Regions from separate parts of the Sus scrofa genome. Here regions 2, 3 and 4 are each linked to region 1. Evidence: chromatin contacts called from public HiChIP or PLAC-seq data. All regions are on one chromosome and are shown on one strand. Each heading gives the region's core, a stretch centred on a gene start, on an enhancer-like site or on the middle of the called end of the contact. The rest is flanking DNA. Distances are from core to core; before and after follow the strand shown. Region 1 has its middle 240 kb from the start of HIVEP2. Region 2 overlaps AIG1 (androgen-induced gene 1 protein). Region 3 overlaps AIG1 (androgen-induced gene 1 protein). Region 4 holds the start of AIG1 (androgen-induced gene 1 protein).

The links. HiChIP or PLAC-seq counts read pairs in DNA pulled down with a chosen protein or histone mark.
Region 2: a contact with region 1 is called in an H3K27ac HiChIP or PLAC-seq map of skeletal muscle, with 6 times the contacts expected there. The contact joins two enhancer-like sites. A contact is called at or near these places in 2 of 47 Hi-C or Micro-C datasets (fibroblasts and retroperitoneal adipose tissue) and 1 of 2 datasets of contacts at active chromatin or transcription factors (skeletal muscle).
Region 3: a contact with region 1 is called in an H3K27ac HiChIP or PLAC-seq map of skeletal muscle, with 7 times the contacts expected there. The contact joins two enhancer-like sites. A contact is called at or near these places in 1 of 47 Hi-C or Micro-C datasets (embryonic fibroblasts) and 1 of 2 datasets of contacts at active chromatin or transcription factors (skeletal muscle).
Region 4: an H3K27ac HiChIP or PLAC-seq map of skeletal muscle shows a contact between it and region 1. The contact joins the promoter of AIG1 here to the enhancer-like site in region 1. A contact is called at or near these places in 12 of 47 Hi-C or Micro-C datasets (embryonic fibroblasts, epiblast stem cells, fetal heart ventricle and 7 more) and 2 of 2 datasets of contacts at active chromatin or transcription factors (alveolar macrophages and skeletal muscle).

Annotation. Positions count from the first base shown.
Region 1 is chr1:22,483,423-22,486,344 of Sscrofa11.1, forward strand. No RefSeq gene overlaps it. Among named protein-coding and RNA genes, the nearest start is that of HIVEP2, 240 kb to the left of the region's middle. Within about 2 kb of position 1,414, at least 21 of the 83 cell types and tissues checked have an H3K27ac peak or open chromatin away from gene starts, as enhancers often do. A contact at or near this core is called in fetal skeletal muscle, omental adipose tissue and skeletal muscle, where this site is marked.
Region 2 is chr1:22,011,081-22,014,002 of Sscrofa11.1, forward strand. All of the region lies in intron 3 of AIG1 (androgen-induced gene 1 protein), which reads right to left. Among named protein-coding and RNA genes, the nearest start is that of AIG1, 150 kb to the right of the region's middle. Within about 2 kb of position 1,476, at least 5 of the 83 cell types and tissues checked have an H3K27ac peak or open chromatin away from gene starts, as enhancers often do. A contact at or near this core is called in skeletal muscle, where this site is marked.
Region 3 is chr1:22,069,604-22,072,525 of Sscrofa11.1, forward strand. All of the region lies in intron 2 of AIG1 (androgen-induced gene 1 protein), which reads right to left. Among named protein-coding and RNA genes, the nearest start is that of AIG1, 94 kb to the right of the region's middle. Within about 2 kb of position 1,453, at least 3 of the 83 cell types and tissues checked have an H3K27ac peak or open chromatin away from gene starts, as enhancers often do. A contact at or near this core is called in skeletal muscle, where this site is marked.
Region 4 is chr1:22,163,585-22,166,506 of Sscrofa11.1, forward strand. It overlaps AIG1 (androgen-induced gene 1 protein), which reads right to left and starts at 1,494. Exons shown (of 5, transcript XM_021072473.1): 1 at 1,144-1,494. The coding sequence starts at 1,284.

The DNA of each region.
Region 1 (2,922 bases), core at 164-2,663:
AAAACCTAGGCAGCAACACAGCAGGCAAGAACTGGGACCCTCAGAGCGGCAGCCATTGGTCCAGGAGTAGCTGTGAACACTCAGAAATCCACGTGGACTTCATAAGAGCCAAAGGGTGGGGGTGTCAGGTAGACTTCCCCTGGAAGCGGAGTGGGGGCAGGGATTAAGGAGGCATCTCTAGACACACTCACTATACCAGACCAGCTGGAAGGTGGCTTCTTGTGTAACCTGTAAGGTAGGGAGATTCAAATAGCCTACCCTGGGCATGCTCACTGTGCACATGCTCGCTGGCAGAAGGCCACTGGAATCAAGCTAGCTCCTCTACTTAAGAGGGGAGATGAGAACCAAGATTTCCCATCAATCACTGATGCCCTGGGATAGACTCTGGAAGGCTCTGCAGTCTCCCTTTCCTTCACTGCCTTCTCTCATTGGTTGTTTGCATGGCATGGTCCACTCAGGCTTACAAGAAGGAGGATTTATAACAATGTAAAATACACAGGGTACAAAAGAACACCTGGAAAATTAAAGCGGCAATGAGGAAAAGTTTCTTTCCCTCTTCCTCTTGTTCGACTTTCCCCAACTGATACACAAAAGCATATGATGAAATCAGCATTCAGAAAAGAAACACCTTAGAACAATTTATATGTTCTCCTGGTAGAGCTAAAGGGGCATATCAAGTAGTTCTCACTTACGGTTTTACGAATTACTCCACTAGAGCCAAGCCAAATCCAATCAAACTCCATCTAGCTTGAAGTTCCTATTATATAAGGTTTTAAGGGCTATAAGCTGGAATTAAAGGCACAGTAACAGAAAGAGCCAATCAGAGGGAAGCCTCAAAATAGCCTGGTCCCTGTGGAAGGCCAAGGCAGATGTATTTGTCCAGCTGCTTGATGGAGAAGGCCCTGAGGCCTCTCACTCACTCACCAGAGGCCCGTAAAAGGCTCACCTACAGCTGCTTATGAAATTGGTTCCTTGTAAATGAAAGTCGACCGGGAGTCATATGGGCCAATGGCAGCTGGACAGGGAGGTCCCAGGTGCCAAAGGGAGCAGGAAGTGGCCAGGGGCCAGGGTAAACAACCGGGGGCAGAAGCTGAGGTGAGTATCTGTCCCAGGATAGCTCAGCGAGGTCCTGCTTTCCAAGGGTTTGGCCAGGGCCACCTGGTTTATTTTCAGTTAATCTGGGTATGCCCTCCTTGACTCCCTGAGCCTCACATTTGCATGTCTACTTTAAGAGACCCTAACAAGTACACATAATAAAATGTTAATTTATGCCTTCTGCTAGGGTTGGAATTGAGTGTGGCTTGATTCAACTGCAAAACAGAACAAATCTGGAAATTCTGGCAGGCAGAAGAGGAGGGCGGAGGGAGCACACGCTCCTCTGAGCTGTGGGAGGGAGGCTGAGAGAGACTGGAAACTTCCTGGCGTCAAGTTCCCTTCAGACCCCAGAAAGGACTGTCTACCGCAGTTGAACCCAGGTTCCTCCGCACAGCTGAGCGATGGCTTTTCTGTCCCCATAGCCCTGAGCCCTGACATTGCAATAGTGACAGCCCTGGGCACATAGTAAATATCAGGGAAATTGATTAATAATCCTGGGAATGTTCTGAAGTTGAAGCCTTCCTCTCATGTTTTGGAAATGGTCAGGTCTCTGCTTAGCTCTCTAAGAACTCCACACCCATCTCCACATTAAAGGAGAAAGCCAGCATACATACGATGGCCTGGGTTATTCTAAAAAGCCATCCCCGTGGGTCCCTGAATTCGGACCCTGGACCAGTGTGTATTGCCTCATGCAGTCTTCTGTGAACACCTCTTTCCATTCAGCTTTGCCAAGACCACCCCATCCTAGTGCCATTCCTGAGGCCGATACCCCTATGTGTCTGAAACTGGCCCTGCTGCTAGGGATAAGAAATCCCTTATATTTAATCCCTTCTTTCCCATCCTTATTAACAGCAAACTGATATTATTGCAGGATTAAAACACACCCATGGAATTCTGGACAGTCATGGTAAACACCTTTGGGAGGCCAGGACACTGTGGCGTCTGTACAACGGGAAGCTCAAGTAACTCCTCACCAGGAACCCCCAACCTCCATCAGAGATTGCGTCAGAGCTCCAAGCTGGACAATTATATTCTTTCTCTTAGGAATTTGGAATTAAGGGAAGCTAGTCAACATCTAAACTGGGCTCAGCCATGCATTTTGGAGCAGTGGTGGTCATCTGCAAGGAGAACTGGAACAAGTTAGTTTTGAGGGGAAAAGAAAACACAAATATGCAGAGTAAAACAGAGTCAAAAGAGGGCTGCTTACACTTCTTTCCAGCGGGTTCTGAAGATGACTTGGCATCTTTATAATAAATATCTGTATGTAGATTAGCCTAATTGCTTTCTGATACATGTAACCAAAAAGACTTTTAAAAAAGGACACTGGGAGTTCCCGTTGAGGCTCAGTGGCTTAAGAATCCAACTAGAATCCATGCCGATGAGGGTTTGATCCCTGGCCTTGTTCAGTGGGTTAAGGATCTGGTGCTGCCACAAGCTGTTGTGTAGGTCTCAGATGTGGCTGGGATCTGACGTTGCTGTGGCTGTGACATAGGCCGGCAGCTGCAGCTCTGATTTGACTCCTAGTCAGGGAACATCCATGTGCGGCAGGTGTGGCCCTACAAAGGCAAAAAAATAAAAAATAGAATTTAAAAGAAACTAGCAAGTTTCACCATAGACATCTGTGTCTTCGATCTGCTCTGCATTCCTAACCTAACCCTTTTTCATTGTGTCTGGACTCTATGACTCTACTCAAGGCATGACGCAGTTCTCATTTGCCTATGTCACCATGACAGGACCCCTTCTCTAGCTCTCTGTGCACACCCTGCACTGTTCTGCCTATCCATTCCACATGATTTCCCCCTGCCACTGCAACGTGTAGCTCTGCTT
Region 2 (2,922 bases), core at 226-2,725, 470 kb before region 1:
TACAACACTGTAAAGCAACTGTACTTATTATATGAATATATTATAAAAAATGTAATATATTCATATAATGTGATAATACCTGGCAATAAATATTGATTTGGTACTGACAAAAATTATTTCAATGTTAATTATTTGAATTTTTCCAGAATTTCCTAATAAAAACTTACTTAAATGAAAAAAAAAAAAAGAATTTAGGAGGTTGAGGGAGAGCTTCTCACTGGGCATACTGGGGAAGGCTTTTTGGAAGAGGTCACCTTCAGCATGAAAGACAAAGTAGATTTCAACAGTGGAGACAAAAAGGATGGAGGTACAGTCGGAGGGGCACGTAAGCAAAGGCACAAGGGAAGAGGGGCATGGCTGGGTTGGCCAAGATTTGGGTATAGGTAGAAGATCGTGCTTGGAATTAAGTCTGAAAAAAAGAGATCAGACCCAAACAGGAAGACTCTTAAATGCCATGCAAGGAGTTTGATCTCTGCTAAAAGGGCAATGGGACATCATTAATGGGTCTTGAGGCAGCGAACGGTTTAAGAAACGTGATTCCGGAAGATTCATCTGGCAACAGTACATAGAATGCAACAGAGCAGAGAAATGCCAGTCAAGAGAGGCTTACTATCCTCCCAGTGACAGAGACTGAACACGGCTTTGGGGGCAGCAGGAAGGACAAGGAAGGGCAGATTCAGAAAACACTGGAGGCAAACACTGGGATGGTGGGAAGGCAGAGCGAGGGCAAGAGTCTTGAAGACATGCTCCACGCTCCTCTGACACATCAGAATACAGAACACAGGGTGAACACGGGTCCCGCTTTTTTGGGCACAATCGGACTTCGGGCCTTTTTTTCTCTCTTCCTTCCTTCCCTCCCTCCTCCCTCCATCCCTTTTTTTTTCTTTCTTCCTCCCTCCCTCCCTTCCCTTTTTTTCTTTCCTTTCTTCCTTCCTCTCTCTTTCTCAGTAACAATGACTTCTTTCATTCCCAATATGTCTGGTATGAGCAATATATTACACAACAATTTTTCATACTTTTTTTTGATTTCTGAAAATAATCCCCCCATTTATACACAAAGGAGCTGAAGACCTAAAGAGTTGCCTAATGGCACGTAGCCAGTAGGTGGTAGAGCCTGGGTTTGAACCCAGATCTATACAGTCCCCACACCTGTGAACTTCCTACTACACCGATTTCCTGTCCCCACTTGTGACAGGCTGTGGAGGGCATAGAGAGGGAAGCTCATGCAAAGACATAGGGATGTGGGAAAGAGTCAGGCTCAGGTAAAAGATGGCGTGTCCTGGTTGGGATGTGTGCTCTGTGAGGTCTTTAAGGTGCTGGAAGGATAGTGAAGCAGGTGGAGATATTGGCTGGAAGTTGGGAGCAAAATCGCACTCTAGTTACAGATTTGTGAGCCTTCCAAAGCAACAGATGCAGGACCCTGGGACTGGATGGCATCGCCAAGCATGAGACTGCAGGACAAAGGTCACAGCTCAGATGCCTGCAGCGGCCGTGCAGATAACACATGCGAGCGAGTGAGGGGGGCAGGCCTGAGACATGAGGCAATGGCAGAGGAGGCGTTTGTGAGGATTTTCTTAATTTCTCCCAGAAAGGATTTGCAATTTGATTTTTATTATTATTTTTAAAAATTTTTAACTGTATTTACTCAGAAGGCTTTCATGAGGACATTTATAATATGACCAGATGACTGAATGGAATAGTTTCACATGAAACTTTTACAAGAAACTCATGTGTGAACATCTGGAGACTTTTTCCATGGAGATAGCCACACACTCCCGTCTCCCCAGCCCAGCCCTGATGGTCGGGCCTACGTATATTCAAGGTAGGGGTAGAGGATTGTCAGGTCACATCTTGGTTCCTTCCTACTGAAAGCAGTACATTTCTGGCTGTTGGATTTACAGTTTTAGACAGAGACAATACAGCCATTAAAACCGTAGTCTCTCTCTTAATTAAAGCTGGCAACAAGAGCGATTTCCCGTAATTTAATTAAAAACAAATCCCCATTTATTTATAAAAAACAGTCATTTTGTTAACAATAAGACTTAATTACTAGAACAGAAAATTATAAACTGGAGTCATTCAATTTCTGTCCACTTTTTTATCCTAGGAGAGACCTAGGTTTTTCAAAGTGCAATGTGTGGAGTTCCTATTGTGGCTCAGTGTGTTAGGAACATGACATAGTGTCTGTGAGGATGCGGGTGTGATCCCTGGCCTCACTCGGTGGGTTAAGGATCTGGTGTTGCCACCAGCTGTGGGGTAGACCATGGCTCAAATCTGGTGTTGCCGTGGCTATGGTGTGGGCCCCAGCTGCAGCTCTGGATTCCACTCCTAGCACTTCCACAGGCTGCAGGTGTGGTCGTAAAAAAAAAAAATAAAGTGCAATTTGTTCGTATCAAAATCACTAGCTACACACAAGGATGCTAAAACAAACTGCTGAGTATTTTGACCATCCTAAACAATAGCTAAACATAACTCAGACACTACTGTCATGAACATGTCCGTGGGGGTTGGAGGAGAGACAGGGGAAGATGGGGAGAGAAGAGGAGTGGGGGAAAGAGGGAAGAGTATTTCAAAAAGCAGTATGTCTGGGTTTCCAGCTTGCACACCCATTCATTTATATTGGAAACATTTTTTTTTTTGCTATTTCTTTGGGCCGCTCCCGCGCATATGGAGGTTCCAGGCTAGGGTCCAATCGGAGCTGTAGCCACTGCCTACGCAGAGCCACAGCAACGCGGATCCGAGCCGCGTCTGCACCTACACCACAGCTCACGCAACGCCGGATCGTTAACCACTGAGCAAGGCAGGATCGAACCCGCAACCTCATGGTTCCTAGTCGGATTCGTTAACCACTGCGCCATGACGGGAACTCCTATATTGGAAACATTTTAAATTCACTAATGAGAACTTACTTGCTTCCCACTT
Region 3 (2,922 bases), core at 203-2,702, 410 kb before region 1:
GTGTACAGATCTTACACATCTTTTGTTAAATCTTTCACTAAGTATTGCATGGTTTTTATGCTATTGTCCATAGCATTAAATGTCTTCTTTACATTCTTTGTTGCTAAAAACACAAATGATTTTTGTATATTAACATGGCAAACTGTACCATGTTAAATTCACTTAGTAGTTTGTGTAGTTATAAACTATTTTTGATTTTTACATGTACACAATCCACAAAGGAGGACAGTTTTCTTCTTTCTTTACAATTTCTATTCTCTTATTGCACAATGTTGACTAGAAGTGAGGAAGAGAGAGCCTTCTTCCTCACTTAGAGAAAGTGCTCATTGTTTCAATATTTCAGTGTGATTTTACCTGGAGATTTTTCCTTTTTCAAGTTGAGAAAAATCTCTCCTATTCTTAAGTTATGTATATAATGAATGAGTGCTGAATTTTTTCAGATCGTTTTCTGCATATCTTCAGGTGAACATATATTTTTTCTCCTTTATTCTGTTAATAGGAGGAATCATATTGCGTGATCTTTAATGTTAAACTAACCTTTAATTCCTGGTCATTATATATTATCATTTTTATGTATTGCTGGATTCAACTTGCTGATATTTTGTTAGGGAATTTTTTCCATCTTTATTCATCAAGTACGGGGACCTCTAGTTCGTTTTTTTATTTTTTTCTCATAATGTCATTTTCTAATTTGGGTTATAGGATAATGCAGGCCTCCAAAAATAAAATTGGGACGTGTTCCCACCTCTATTTTGTGAAGGGCTTTGTGTAAGATGGGTTAATTTCTGCCTTATCTATTTGATATACTTTTCCAATGATGTCATTTGGACCTATAAGTTTTCTTATGAGAGGACTTAATTGGGAATTCAGTTTCTTTAATAGACATAGAGTTTTCAGGTTTTCTATTTTTTTTTTTTTTTGAGTTACTTTTTGCCACTTTGGCCTTTGTAGAATTTCTCCACTTCATCTAAATTTTTGAATCTATAAAGTTGTTCTTAATATACCACTATGGAAATCAGCAAATGTGGCGAATCAGGTATTTTGTCTCTAGAGAGCCAGTCATTGACGTTTACCAGCACAGCGCTGGGGACAGCTACCTTCTGTTCATCGGGAATGATCATTCATGATGCCCCGACCACATAAAGCATCGTGGGAGGTCAATACTTGGTGAAGCAATTTGTTCACTCCTTTGACCCCATACCATGGATTGCAGGAATTATACGGGTTATTAAAAGTGAGGTGACTTTGAAGAAAGTGTTAGTCACCTTTCTTAGTGCAACACTAGAAGGTCAAGAGGTACAGCGAACCGAGTAATCAGCCCTGTAAATAATTCCTGAGATATAAACACAGCACAGATGGTAGCTTCTTGGCTTCCTGTGCTGATATCCTCTTGATGATATGGTCATCAGCAGACCCAAAATTAGTTTGAACTCTACTATCAGGGCATGGATAGGAACAAAAATAGGTTCTTTCAGACAGGCTAAGTGATACTGCAACGTCCTACTGCTGTGAAGAGGCTCCTTCTCTGGCCAGGACCAGTGGCCAGCTATTCTGCAGCACACACCTGCTGCTCCTGTGCTGCCAGGACCAGAATACTGTACTTGAACTGAAAGTGGGAGAAGCACATTCACTTTCCAGGCCTTCAAGCTTCCCAACAAAATACTTGTATTACAGCTGGTCATAGAGGCCTCAATTGAACCCCCAGCAGGATTGGAAAGAAATGCAAAAGAAAACTGCATTCACACTTTGTCTCTTTTTGTCAGGAGCCTCTCGTGGAGTCCAGGAGAAGCTGAAGCTAATTAGCTGTAGTTCACTTCTAAGGAGAAGCTTTACCCATCAGTGGGAAATTCTTCAGAGTTTAGTTAAACCAATTAGAATGCAAAGGATGTTGCAGAGAAATTTGCCCTGAAGGAGGCTAAAGAGAAAAGTCACTTATCTATGGATTGGTCTATAAAGGCCATTTAGCATGACTTCAAACATCCACTGTTAAAGAAGAGGAGGAGGAAATAAATAAATGCATCTTTAAAGTCTTCAGCCTCAACCTGACATGAGCCTAGGAAATTGCTTTCCCTTTTAAAACTAATCTATTACTACTCAGACCTTACCAAATACAGACTGGAAAACATTTAACTTCTCTTTGGGCTCTACTATTTTGCTTTTATGTTTCCTTTTCCTGATCTGCCTTCTTGTCAATTCTTTCCATTTCTGAGAGGTAATGTTTAGACATGTTTCCAGTTGTGATTTCTCTTTCCAAACACATGAAGCACGAGGATAAGTTGTGTGTTGGGATGCCAGCTGGCTTCGTCTCCAATGGCCCCTCATTTTGACATGGCCCTGGTCTTCCCCCTTGTCTTCCCACATGGCCCTTGTCTTCCCACTTGGCACATCCTGAGTCCTAGGTTCTTTCCTCTTGGCTGACCTCCCACAGCCATACCCTAACTTGAGGAACGCAGAGTGAAGCACAGGGCGCTCTGAAACGCCAGAGCATCTTTTCGTCCAGAGTACAGGCGGGTTCTAGTACTGATTCCTAGAAGTGTGACACAGAATTCCTCAACTGTAATTATGAGGAATATAATTATATAATGTGAGTAATGCATTCTGCTCAAATTACCTTAAAATCTGAATCTCCATTTAGAGACTTTCTAAAGCACATGTAGATGTTAGGTCTTTTTCATGGCTTTCAACTGTCATCTTTTTGGTGGAATTCATAATTTCTCTCTCTGTACACACACTGAGGTCCTTAACTATCTTTTCAGATTGAGTAATTAAGGTGGGAAGAAAAACCCAACTCCTATAAGAGCCGGTACGACTTGGTGCCTGCCTTCATCTCCAACCTTGGTTTGTACCATATTCTCTAAGCTCCAACTGGCAATGGGGTCGCTCCTGAAACTCATATGCCTCGGAGTCATAGCATTTGCCACC
Region 4 (2,922 bases), core at 244-2,743, 320 kb before region 1:
TCGGATTCGTTAACCACTGCGCCACAACGGGAACTCCGAGACCAATTTAAAATGGTATATCTACACAAAGACCCTCTGATTGCATGCTTTGAGGGATCCTAAGCCTTTGGAAATATCTCAAAACAGGTATCAAGTTCTCTTCATCAAAATGGAGGGTCAACAATTAAGAGATTACAATCATGCTCAGGTGGCCAACCTCCTGTATAATCTTGGCTAGGCAGTACTGGCAATCCAGGAATAGGTTCTACATTTTGTCTAGTCCTTAGAACTCCTTGCTTCTGTTTTCTCTGTCCATGCTTGATCATCTTTTGGTGTGTGTTTGAGCCAGTCTTAGTCACCTTTCACCTTCAAGTTCCCTGGCTCCACCCATGTCCCTATTGGGTCTTATGCTCATGTTCTGATTCTCTGGCCCTTTTAGTGCCAGAAGTGGATTAAAAAAAAAAAAAAAAAAAAAACTAAACAACTGCAACTGCCAAGGTTGTCATGTTGTGCCAATAGAGGAGCTGCTTATGCAAACTACTGCGAACTTTTATATGGGAAGATATGGAAAAGTGTAGAGTCACAGTGCAAATGCATTTTGAAACTCTCTATGGTCTAATGTTTAGGGGGGGAGGTTGAAAGTAAATACTGACAATGGGCAAAAAACAGATGCAAAGAAGACAACTTTATTAGGCACTTGCTCTTCTTTATGAGCTTTCTCTTCTTTATGAGGAGGACTTTGGTCCTTTCAGAGGAAGCGCCAAAACAATACCCAGTTTCCTTCAGCTGCTGCAACTTGATCCCACGGTGGGTGCTCTGGAAAGCACGTTGGGGGCCAATGCGGGCCACTCATGATCAAGGTCGTCGGATCCATTTGCTAAGTTGAGAATCTTCCCCTATCACCTCTTAGAAGCAAGTGTGTTTCTCCCTCCAAATAGCCTACCACCTGGCTGCACCCCACCTCCACTCGTGCCCAGCTACCAGGTGAGGTTAGGTGCTTCAGAAGGTGTTGCTGCGGGGGCACCCAGGCCTTCAGACCCGGTCACTGGGCAAGAGACGAGGACGGGGGTGGATGCTGCAGGCGCGCGCAGGTGCTCGCACACCCACCAACACACACAGGCTCGGAGTGCAGGAGGAACAGGGGTAGGCGGGGGATGGCCTTACCAGATCAATGAACGTCAGGAATTTCCAGCTCCCTCCGTAGGTCTGATGCGAGGGCATTTCGATGGCCTTGTAGTTGCACAGAATAGAGCAGTAGGACAGCAGGATGGCCACCCGCAGCACCTGGCAGGGGACAAGCGCCATGTTCGCGCAAGGCCTGGGCGCGCCCGGCGGCGGGGAGGGCGGGCGGCCGGGCGTGAGGCGCAGGGGGCGGGCGGGGGCCGTGGGAAACCCTGCGGCGGGCGAGTGGGCGGGGCGGGGCGCTTCCCGCGGGACCGGCGTGGGCGTGAGCGATCGGGCCCGTCCACCTCGCGGGCGGGGCTGGGCGGCGTGTGCGGCCCCGGTGGCGACCGGGTGGGCGGCGTGGCGTCAGCTCTTTCGTCATCTCCGTCATTCTGCTCCAGCGTTTGCCCGGCGCAGAGACCCGGCCGGGGACGCCCGCTCGGCGTCCCTAGAGCAGGTGGGCGGCCTCCGAGGGCGACCCGAACCCCGGGAGCGCGCGCCGAATGCGCGGGTCGCCGCCTGTGGCATCAGCCGGGCTGAGCGGGCGCGGGGGACAGGAAGCCCGCGAGGAAGGAGGGACCCCGGGGACTCGCCGACTGAGTGGCACCGATGGGAGCGTTCACGAGGGGTCTGAACCCGCCGCGCCTTGGTAGCCCTCGAGTGACTTGTTTTATTTTGAGCCCAATTGGAATTTTGGTGTTCGACTACTGTTAATCTATAAAATTCCCTTACCAATTCCATTTGATAGACCGCCCTGCCCTTTTCCACCGGAGATTTACAAACATCCTATGAGTATATAACAACGCAGATTATGGACTTTGGTCATGAGGCTTATAAATAAAACCCTGTTTAGAAGGAGTGTCAAATCTGTTATTTAACAGTTTCTGCTAAGAGATTTCGTTCAGTTTGAGAGCAGATTGTCCTGAGTCTGGATGTAAAACCTGTGTGTGTAATTTAATACTAATCATTTGAGGTTTTAAACTGTTTTTGCCCTTTTACTTATTTTTTTCCTACACTACACTACCAGGGCTTAATAGGAAGAAAATAAATATAAACTGGATTCCCTCCACCTCCCAGTAAGTGTGGTCACATTGAAGTCGCTTCAGTCCGTGGGCAGCTTTTTTTTTTTTTTTTTAATCATGATCACATTTCAGCTAACCAGATGCAGGGTCACATTATGAAAAGACAACATAGGTATTTCCTGTGGATCCGTTTAAAACAGGTGTCCTCTGCAAATAGTATGTGAGTCAGAGAATGTGGCATGAGGGGGCAGGGAAAGCAGGGTGTTAGAGGTAAAGTAGCAACTCCTGAATGTCTTGCTGCATTTTTCCAACCAAAGTCTTAAAGAAACCCAGTAGGTATTTTCTAATTGGCCTTAGAATTATGCTAATAGAAATTAATGTCCCTCAAATCAAGATAATTCCAAGAAGATTCTACTAACGTAGAACTATTTATTATTGAAAATTTCTAGTTTTATCTTTATGTAAAAGTTGAGTGCATTTTTAAAAAATTGTGTATTCATGCTACATGTTCATAAAGTTGCAAAATTAAGTAGCAGATCTACTAAAGAGCTGTCTTTCTTACTGGGTCCTTAATAAAGTTTTGAGTTCATGTGATATCCTTAAAATTTTTATATCTTCCTATCTTACAATTTAGAAAATCATTAATGACTCCAATCATTTAAAAAATAATAATACTTGTATAAAGCCATTTAAAATTTATTCCGTAGTAAACTTCTTTTTAAGTAACTATGGAAATTGAACTAGTGTTTTGAACCTA